Regions from separate parts of the Mus musculus genome. Here region 1 is linked to region 2. The links are chromatin contacts, called in public HiChIP or PLAC-seq maps. All regions are on one chromosome and are shown on one strand. The core of a region is the stretch at or near the end of the contact, and the rest is flanking DNA. Distances in the headings are between cores, read along the strand shown. Region 1 overlaps Ptprn2 (protein tyrosine phosphatase, receptor type, N polypeptide 2). Region 2 overlaps Ptprn2 (protein tyrosine phosphatase, receptor type, N polypeptide 2).

Region 1 (5,039 bases), core at 488-2,987, 130 kb after region 2:
AAACAGCATAACCGAAAGTAGCTTAGGGGGAAAAAGGTTTATTTAGCTTACACTTCAACATCACAATTTATTATGAAGGGAAGCCAGGGCAGAAACTCAAGCAGGAACCTGGAGGCAGCAGCTAAAGCAGAAGCCATGGAGGGGCACTGGTTACTGGCTTGCTCCTTTTCCTGCCAGGCTGGCTTTCTTTTCGATCCAGGACCCAGGGATAGCAGCACCACACACAGTAGGCTAGGTCGTCTCACATCAATCATAAATCAAAGAAATGACCTACAGACTTTTTTACGGGCCAACCCGAGGAAGGCATTTTCTCAGCTGAGATTTTCTCTTCCTGGAAGACTCTAGCTTGTGTCTCAAGTTGAACAAAAATAAATAAACAAATAAAGAAAGAAAGAAAGAACCTCCCTCCCCACCAAGACTCTATATAAATAAATATTCTACCAACATAAGTACATTCTGAACCCACAAGATTTGTTTTAGCAAATCTTGTATAACAACCAGCAGAATTAAGTATCTGGATGTAAGGTTGTATGTGTCCATACATACAGGTACTTAATTATTATAATCACACTAGTAAGTAAAGGTGACTGTCTAAAACTCCAGGACACATTGTTTGAAGAATACAATGTGACTTGTGACATAGCATAGCAGATCGGTTAGAAAAGTTTACACAAAACCTGTGTGTAGGGCGACTGTCGCACCAACTATACGGGAACAGAAATCTGCTGAGGATAGCTGGAAGCCTGTTATTCTTGTTTTTGTTTTGTTCTTTTAAATATAGTTAAAGAGTGCCGTCATTTTCCTTTTTTCTCCCCTCAAAGACAGTGAAGCAAAATGACGTTACATAAAGAAGCACCCACAGAATACTCTTGTATAGGCCCTGAAATATACTGAAGCCAGATATATCAGATGTCCAGGAGCAAAGCCAGATAGATAGTCCCCATGAAAAAGCACTAGGCAAGCACACCCAGTGCCCTGCACAGAGACAGAAAGGATTTAAGCAGGAGAAAATAAAATCAAGTTTTGTAAGTAAATCAAGAAAATTAATTGAGATGGAAATAATTTTTACTTTGCAGACCTCTGTGTTATTCAGACCCCACCCAGACCCTTGTGGCTGTCTTCTTCTCTCCCAGATTCAATGGAGAATAAAAATGCTAAGCCTTAAGTGACTCCCTCCCTCCCCAAGTGAAACTGAGGGGCAGAGAAATGGGCCATGCTTCTGGAGACCTGAGATGGGGCTGTCCTGGGGCTTTCTGTTTCCTTACCTTTGCCTTCATGGTCACAGTTCCACACCTCAGGCTGACTCAGCGTATCTGTGCAACAGAGCTGTGCCTTAGTGGGAAGATGCTCTGCCAGCAGTGCTCTAGACTGTGACTCCTGGTTCATCCCCTCCTCTGGACAAGTTGGAGCCCTGCCCACTCACAAGTTTCCCTCCAACAGAGGAGCACACTCTGTCCCTCGGGTGCAGGGGGACCCTCAGTAGTGTTATGGACATGAAACCCCAGGCAGGGACCTGCACATAGGCACCTGACCCCACCCCACACCCCCACACGCCACAGAGAGGCACTCCTTTGCTTTCTGAGGTCTGCATTGGAGGAGAGGGTGGAGAGGGTGGAGAGGGAAGAGGGGGAAGGGGCTGATGAGCCCCGGAGCAGCTGCTTCAGCACACACACACACAGCCTCCATGGCCCTGCCCTTTGGCTTAATTAAGCAACAGCAGAATGGAAGCCTGAATACCTTTTGTGTCCTAGGCCCCTCTTCTCCCAGCCTCAAGCCACTCCTGGGCTCTTCTGCTCTGAGCCTTTGTTCTGACCCCCGCCCTGGAGAGGCCCTGCTTCTCCTCAGTGCCCACCATTCCCATCTGTCAGCCCTGTGTGCTCAGACCCCATTCTGGCCCAGGGGACTAACCTCATCTGAACACCAGGCTGAGTCCTGTGGTTTTCACCCCCTCCCCCATTCACACCCTCCGCGTTTATAGCCGTGCACACGTGCACAGTTGCCACTCTTCCTGTATGACCTGCCCTGCCTCCAGCACCGGGCTGAGGCCCGCCTTGGTTTCCCCCCCAGGGCCGCATCTGCACAGACTGCAGCACCTGGCAGGGGGCCTTTGGGTAATCAATGGAGAGCAGTCAATACACTGAACTAAGATATTGATGTGTAAAGAGCCGCTGTGCAGGGAGGCCATTTCCAACCCCTGCAAACCACTGTGCATGGTTCCCAGAGACTGGAAGAGTATGTGAGAAGTATGCTACAGATGTTGCTAGTGAAGATGTCAGTGGTGATTGCCCATTGCCTTTTACTAAATAGAATGCTAGGAAGGTTCCAGCCTCTCCAAGGCAGGCCCATGCTGCCCCCTAAGACAAATGATTGATTTCCCACTGACTCGGCTATTTCAAACTGTCTGATTTGAAACTGAGTCATGAATGTCCGAGGAAGGCTGGTTTCCTTTGCTGAGATCCTGGGGACCTTGGTGGCCTTGGGATTCACTACTTCCCCACCCACACCCCAAGCACTTGAAAGTTCCTGTGTGGGGAGGCAGGGGAGGCTCAGACCTTGGAGGCAGGGGTTTTATTTTCCTGTCCTATAGCTGCAGCTGGGAATTGCTTCCATGTTGCCCACCCTCCTGAAACACCCAGAAGAGTCTGGGTGTGGCACATTCAGTGTCCCTGCTCTGTATCTGAAGATCCCACTTTCCAGTAAAGCATTGCAACTTCTTATAGAAACCTGTCTTGGCCGCGGATTATGTAAGAGCGAGCATTCTCGTTGAATTGCTACCTCGTGTTTTCATTCTTACACCGATCCCCTGATTTCAATGCCCTGTTCCTCGGAAACACCAGAGATGAAACCTTGAAAGAGAAGGACTGTTTCAGTGAGAGCCACACTGTTGGTTGAGCTCTGGGACATGTCAGTCAGTAACTTTTGGCAGCTGCTGAGCCTGAGGAGTGATTAAATTTCAGGTCCTCACCTCCAGGCATTGAGCTGCCTGCAAGTCAGAAAAGATGCCTTCGTCTTTGGTACTTTGAAGTGGGGCAGGAGATGGCATTCCCAGCTCTCTTCTTCCAGGGTCACTGAGAACCGAGTGATCTCTCACGTATCACTCAGGAAGCTTGGGCTGCTGCTGGCTGCTGCTGGCTGCTGCTGGCTGCTGCTGGCAGGATTTGACTTCCATTCTAAGAGGTGGCTCTTTCAAGGACTCACACTACTCTCTGGTGTAGTGTGTCCAGGACTCTTAAAGTACTCTACCTACCTGGGTGCTACAAACAAGTACCGTTTGAAGCCCCCGTTGTGGGCCCTCCACCCTGGGAACAGAAGACAGTGTTGCAGTAAGTCTCCAACCCCAATAAGCCTGTGCAAAAAGCACACAACTCAGTTACAATATTTACAAGCTGCATGCCTAGGCTGGGCAGACTTATCACTACACTGCTCTATTCCCCAGCTATGAGATCCCTTCGTACTCGAGGCTTCTCCAGGCCATGTGGTTCTGCTTCATCTTCCTTCCACCTCCTCTTCCTCTGTCTTCCTCCATCTCCTTCCTCTCTGACTCTCTAAAACCTCCAGCCTCACCTTTTCCTTCCACTGCCCAATCACAGGCTCTGGCCTTTATTTGACCACCTAGAATGGGGAGAAGGTTCACATGATCTCCCCTTCCTCGGGGGTCGGGGGGGGGGGGGGAGATCTTCCCTCTCAAAAAAGAATTAACATCAGAATACAAACAGCACCGGGCAACCCACAGCAAGACAGGAATGACCCTACCTTTGCTTTGGGAGGCGGGATGGACTGAAACATCATAGACACAGTTATACTGTGGCTGGCTGAGATGAGTGCTCTGAGGAGCCTGGTGAGCCTGCAGTAGCTGTGTTGTCTGTTTCTAGTGTCAGATGCTGCCGAAACAGCTCCAGATTGGGAAGAATGGTAAAAAGCTAGCTTTCTCTTATGTCGGTTGAAATGTGTCTGTCTTTAGGTTTTATTTTGAGAAAACATCTTGCAAAACGGGGAACATTACTCAGTACTGCTCGACAAACATTGATGTCCCGGCGGCCTGTTTTGTTCAGTCACAGTGCCGTGAAGCACCGCACCTCGGATCACCCAGCTGTGCACACAACTGCCATACAGCTCAGGTCTTAAGGCACAGGGAATCCCAGGAGGCGGTGGGTGTCAGGCAGCAGTCCAGAGCCTGGCAGCAAGGCTGTCTTCCTGATGCATGGATAGCCAGCATCTGCCCATGTGGAAGTATAAAAGCGCATGCGTATATTGGGAACCTTGAAGCTAAGAACCAGGAAAGGGCTCATTGGAGGTGCTGGAACCACTTCACCCAGAGGTGACGGCCACGTGGCACAGTAGCAGCGTTTAGAGTGAGCCCTCTGCTGAGTGAAGGATAGGTGGTGTGTAAAGGGCCTGCTGTTGCTTTGACCTTGAGTGAGGAAGGCGGTGGAGGCTTGCTCCACCCACAGCTCTCAACAGGGAGACCCTTTGGGATGTTCGTATGAAGCAGCAGCCAACTTCATTTAGGACTGAAAGTTCTCCTTCATAACTGTTAACTCAGGATGACATAAAAGCCACTGAAATAAAGCTAAGCTATGAATGAGGAGACATGATTACATAAGAAACACTCTCTGGGTGTTCTTTCTCATCCTGATACTCACTTCCCGACCGGTCCATGCCTGCTTTGTAAATGTCACATTGAACGTAGAACATTATGAATTTTAAACATGACTTCTACTGGTTATTCTTATTATAAAAGTAGTATATGTTCAAATGGGTAAGCACTAATAAACAAAATGAAAGATAAAGTAAAAGCCACCTACAGATCATCAATGGCCAGTGCCTCCCTGCCTAGTTCCAGTCTGGCTCTGTCTTCCTTAGGCAGGACACCCTGCGGTCACACACCCTCATCCTACGGAGCTGGGGGAGCACGGGGCTCTTCTCCACCATTTGGGTCTGGCAGGTGCCTAAAGACACTGTGTGCCCACTGCCCTTGTCCTTGCTGAGGAGACCAGCGGCTCCCCAGGGCTACTGGGTTCAGGGCGGCCTCCTGGGGT
Region 2 (4,559 bases), core at 1,980-4,479:
ACAGAAGATTAGCTATTAAAAGGCATCTTTAAAGAACAGAAATGAGATCTGCATGGAGTGGTGTTTAGTCCCAAGGAGGAAATGCATGCACACAGCACACCATCAGACACATGGGTCTAGCTCTGAAACATTGAGCTGCATAGAACAAAGATGAAAACTTCTTACTGTATCCAGATTTTTAAAAATGAAGAATGTGGATTTTCATGTTGTTTGCAAAATAATGCTTGGCTATCTGGACCCAGAGATGCCATCTTCAGAGGTACAAAGAACAGGTATTGCAGGTATGCCCTCTGAGGCAATACATTTCAGGTACCCCCAGAAAAGAGCCCAGACCTGGAGCCCATCATAGCAGCTAGAACCTTAGCAGGACTTGCTCCTGGCAGTGATGCATCGAGGGCTCTCCTCCTATTGTTGTCTCCTCCACTCTGCTTCCTGAAGCTGGCATCTTCAGGGTCATGTTGCAGGATAGTGTGCTGCCTATCACTAAGTCTTATGGTGAAATGGCACCTTTAGGCATATGTAGACTCTGCAGAGCTGTCTACAGTAGTGTCACTTACATGTGACATCTAGTTTCTTCACTCTGAGGGCAGGGAGAGGCTATCTTTCCTTTTCAAGATATTAGGGATAAAATCAGGCCTTGAACATACTATGCCAGCACCTGCCACTAAGACCAAGGTCTTCTGTGGCTACCCATCTTTCTTAGTCAGGGTTTCTATTCCTGCACAAACATCATGACCAAGAAGCAAGTTGGGGAGGAAAGGGTTTATTCAGCTTACAATTCCATACTGCTGTTTATCACCAAGGAAGTCAGGACAGGAACTCAAACAGGTCAGGAAGCAGGAGCTGATGCAGAGGCATGGAGGGATGTTCTTTACTGGCTTGCTTCACCTGGCTTGCTCAGCCTGCTTTCTTATAGAACCAAGACTACCAGCCCAGAGATGGTCCCACCCACAAGGGGCCTTTCCCCCTTGATCACTAATTGAGAAAATGCCTTACAGTTGGATCTCATGGAGGCATTTCCTCAACTGAAGCTCCTTTCTCTGTGATAACTCCAGCTGTGTCAAGTTGACACAAAACTAGCCAGTACACCATCTATCCCTGTTCTCCTGAGTCTGCAATGACTCTGCTCCTGGCATGCACATTTACCAAGAACACTCTTGGCTTTCATTTCTGTTCTTTAGACAGCCAGGCTAGGCAATTTGTCCCTTAGACATCTAGCTTAGATGCTGGCACAAAAGAGATACAGAGACATTGATTAGCAGATGTGAGACGAATCCTGCCCTGAAAAAGTCACAGCTTCTCTGGCCTGGGCTTCAGAGGAAGTCTGACTATTATCCCATATGGAGAAACTCAAACTGAGACCTCCCAGAGGACAGGGTATGATCCATACATGCAAGGGTCTCTCCTGGTACTGGTAGGAACAAACTCTCCATATGCTTCAGAGCAGACTCTAGCAGAGCTACATGGTAAGATGCCTGAGTGACAGCTGGATCTTCCACTCAGAAAGGCTGTATTAGAGAGAGAATTAACAGCCCTCCTCCATCTCCTGTTCCCTGCACTAGAGGGAGTCTCTGAATCCATTTCTCCTTTACCACATGTTCACATCCCCCATGAGCAGAGCACTATTGAAGAAGACAGTAAAACCATATCATGGCTCCCAACTCTGTGCAACGTGGCTCTTCGGCAGGTCAAGATCTCTTGTTCCTCCAGGGCCCCTGTGTCGTTTCTCAATCTTCCCAGCATGGATGAGGTATAGGCTTTCAGGACAGTGTCCTCATTGGTCAGACTCCATAAGTAACAACCAGGGATACCAGGGACTATGAGCACAGATAACACTACAGCTCATTTTCTCCCTGGGCAGCAAACATATGGAAGATGGGAAGTACTGCTAAGCATTTGAAGAAGCTCAAAGTTATAGAGTTTTTGTGACATAGCTGTATGAACATACACGGCTTCAACCCTTTCTCCTTGTAGAGAATGGCGAGGAGGTTCCAATACTGAATGCTGTGAAGTGTGGTGTTAAAAACTTCCAAAACAAAGACATAAAGAACAAGATCTATTCAAGACAACAAATGACCTCAAGCTGCACGACTTGTGTCTGGACCCTGCCGAGGGACAGCAAGGAATGAAGAATGGGCAGGCATACATATAGAAGAGCTGGGGTGGAGTGGGGTATGAACACCACTATGTAACTCAGAACCTCTACATACATGTAGAGTTAACTTATCTCCATCGGAAGTCTCTGCCCGTCAGCACTCTTAGGCTGTAAGATCCAGGAAGAGCAAGCTGCTGCTGTAAGTTTTTGTGTACACTGATCAGCAGTCTGGTCTCACATTCACACTTGGGCACGTGGCCTCTGCCCATGTCTTTCCACTTATGCCAAGAACAGAAGGAACAGCATGGAGGCCATTCATTTTCTATATTTAGTATGTTTCTCACCTGATATATCTTAAAAATCTTTATTAATTATTATTTATAATAATTTTTTAGTGAACCAGGAAGAACCCAAGAACCAACGTATGCTGTACGTAAGTTTGTTCTTGTTCTTTTTTCCCAGAAGGGCCATGTGGCAAAGCTGTGGGCTGGTGACCTGAAGGGGCTTTACATGTTTGATTGCTGGTAATAAAGACTTATTCTATTAAAAGCCGTGGTCCTGAAGCATGGCTACCTGGCATAAACCGTGTTCTAATCTTGGTCCCTCCTAGCATCTGTTTATTATATTTGTTTCAGACACGTTGCTCCTCAAGTTGCATTCACCTGTCTGTGTTCACATTTGTAGAGTTGAACTGTGCCAGTCCTACCTAATGGGCTCTGTTTCTCTTAATGCAGTAACTGTCCTGGCTGTAGCAGCCTTCCAGCCTGCTTGTGATCCCAAGCTGTGGGGTAGGAGTAGAAGTCAGCATAGTACCAGCACCCTCCAAAACACCCAAACTGTGAGTCCTCAGTAGTCCATACTAATGAGTGGTTTCAGAGGAAGGTACAGACCCACAGGGCAAGTCTGGCTCTTTCCTTACCCCATCCTCAGGTAGCCAGAGGGGCATCTGGAGCCCCTTTGTCCCCAAGACCTTCTGCCCCACCCTTGTTAGTAAATGAAAAGCAACTATCTTGTGAATAACAATATTAAAACCACCCTTAATTAGTTCCTGGGGTGGGAGGGCAGTGCACAGCTCGGCTCTAGAGTAGTGATTTATTCATGAGGGACAAGATACAACTCAAATTAGCATGATGATGTCAGCAAGCAAGGCTTCAGAGCCCTCTATACATCAAGGCAGCTCTCAGAGCTGCCTGAGATCAGGATTTCCTGGCCAGGGAGAAAAGCCAGCAAACACAGGGAATGGGTTTAAATCCAGAGAAGCTGTTTGCTTTTGTTTGGCTTCCTCTCCACCCACAAATACCTCAATTCACAGTATCCTTTGTGTCTGACCTTGGTTTAAGTGCTGGAGTGTGAAATCCTTGCAATCATCAACTTAAGCCCCTTCCCCCACTCCTCCGCCAGATCATGCTTTGTCCCAGCTACACAGTCCCCCCTAGTTACAGCCATCTTCATCAGAGGATCAGCAGGCAGCCACACTCAGACCTTGAGGAAACACAGAAAAGACTACCATAGTCCCTACTGCTGGCAGTCACCCACGAAGACAGGAGATTTGGGAGGGTGCTCCCCCCTTGGTGCTGGAGGAATAGCCCTTCTAGAGGGAGACACTGCCTTTGCATCAAGGGCTTGAGCTTGCTTGAATTTCATATGCTGAATCTAATCCTAACTCAGGCCCTGTAATGATGAGCAGACTGGAAACAGCTGCTGCAAAAGAGACAGCAGGAACAAGTTTGAAAAATCCGAGATTTGTTTTTAACACACACGCATAAACACACATGCACACACACACACACACACTCCTTTCCCACAGAGTTTGTTTTTATGGTCAATTTATTACATTTTAAAAATTTTATTTAAAATAATCACTTTGAGGGAAAGGATACTTCACTTAGAAAGTTTTGGATTAATAATTTGACATTGCAACTTTTTGGCCTAATCTTGGGAGCATTATTAATCTCAGCATGAATGTTGTCCTCTTTAAAATCATGGGTGCTAGCCGGGCATGGTGGTGCACCCCTTTAATCCCAGTACTTGGGAGGCAGAGGCAGGTGGATTTCTGAGTTTGAGGCCAGCCTGGTCTACAAAGTGAGTTCCAGGACAGCCAGGGCTACAGAGAAACCCTGTCTCAAAAAACCAAAAACAAAACACAAAAAACAAACAAACAAACAAAAAAGACTTAAAATCATGGGTGCTTAATACTTAGTACATCACAATTGTGTTCAGGAGAAATATACAGATTTTAACTCCCTGTCAGCAAGAGTGTGTAACTGAGCAAAGTTTAAATCACAACTATAGAACTATCTTATGGAATAACTTCTGAGTACAGATCGCTTTCCTTGGACTATTGTCTGTGACTTCGATAGCAAGTGCCATTATAAGCTGATTGGTTCTAAGTCTATTGGCTCCAAGAGACAGTTTTGAACATAATTTGGCCTAGACAGCTTCCCTCACCATAGACAGAACTTAG

The links. HiChIP or PLAC-seq counts read pairs in DNA pulled down with a chosen protein or histone mark.
Region 1: an H3K27ac HiChIP or PLAC-seq map of embryonic brain shows a contact between it and region 2, with 8 times the contacts expected there. The contact joins two enhancer-like sites. A contact is called at or near these places in 7 of 484 Hi-C or Micro-C datasets (the AtT-20 cell line, embryonic stem cells, nephron progenitors and 1 more), 10 of 115 datasets of contacts at active chromatin or transcription factors (astrocytes, craniofacial prominence, embryonic basal ganglia and 6 more) and 1 of 9 other capture datasets (embryonic stem cells).

The regions. Positions count from the first base shown.
Region 1 is chr12:117,171,349-117,176,387 of GRCm38.p6, forward strand. The region is part of intron 13 of Ptprn2 (protein tyrosine phosphatase, receptor type, N polypeptide 2); the gene reads left to right. Among named protein-coding and RNA genes, the nearest start is that of Gm10421, 23 kb to the left of the region's middle. Within about 2 kb of position 1,738, at least 48 of the 459 cell types and tissues checked have an H3K27ac peak or open chromatin away from gene starts, as enhancers often do. A contact at or near this core is called in embryonic forebrain, where this site is marked.
Region 2 is chr12:117,044,597-117,049,155 of GRCm38.p6, forward strand. The region is part of intron 12 of Ptprn2 (protein tyrosine phosphatase, receptor type, N polypeptide 2); the gene reads left to right. Among named protein-coding and RNA genes, the nearest start is that of Gm10421, 100 kb to the right of the region's middle. Within about 2 kb of position 3,230, at least 51 of the 459 cell types and tissues checked have an H3K27ac peak or open chromatin away from gene starts, as enhancers often do. A contact at or near this core is called in embryonic forebrain, where this site is marked.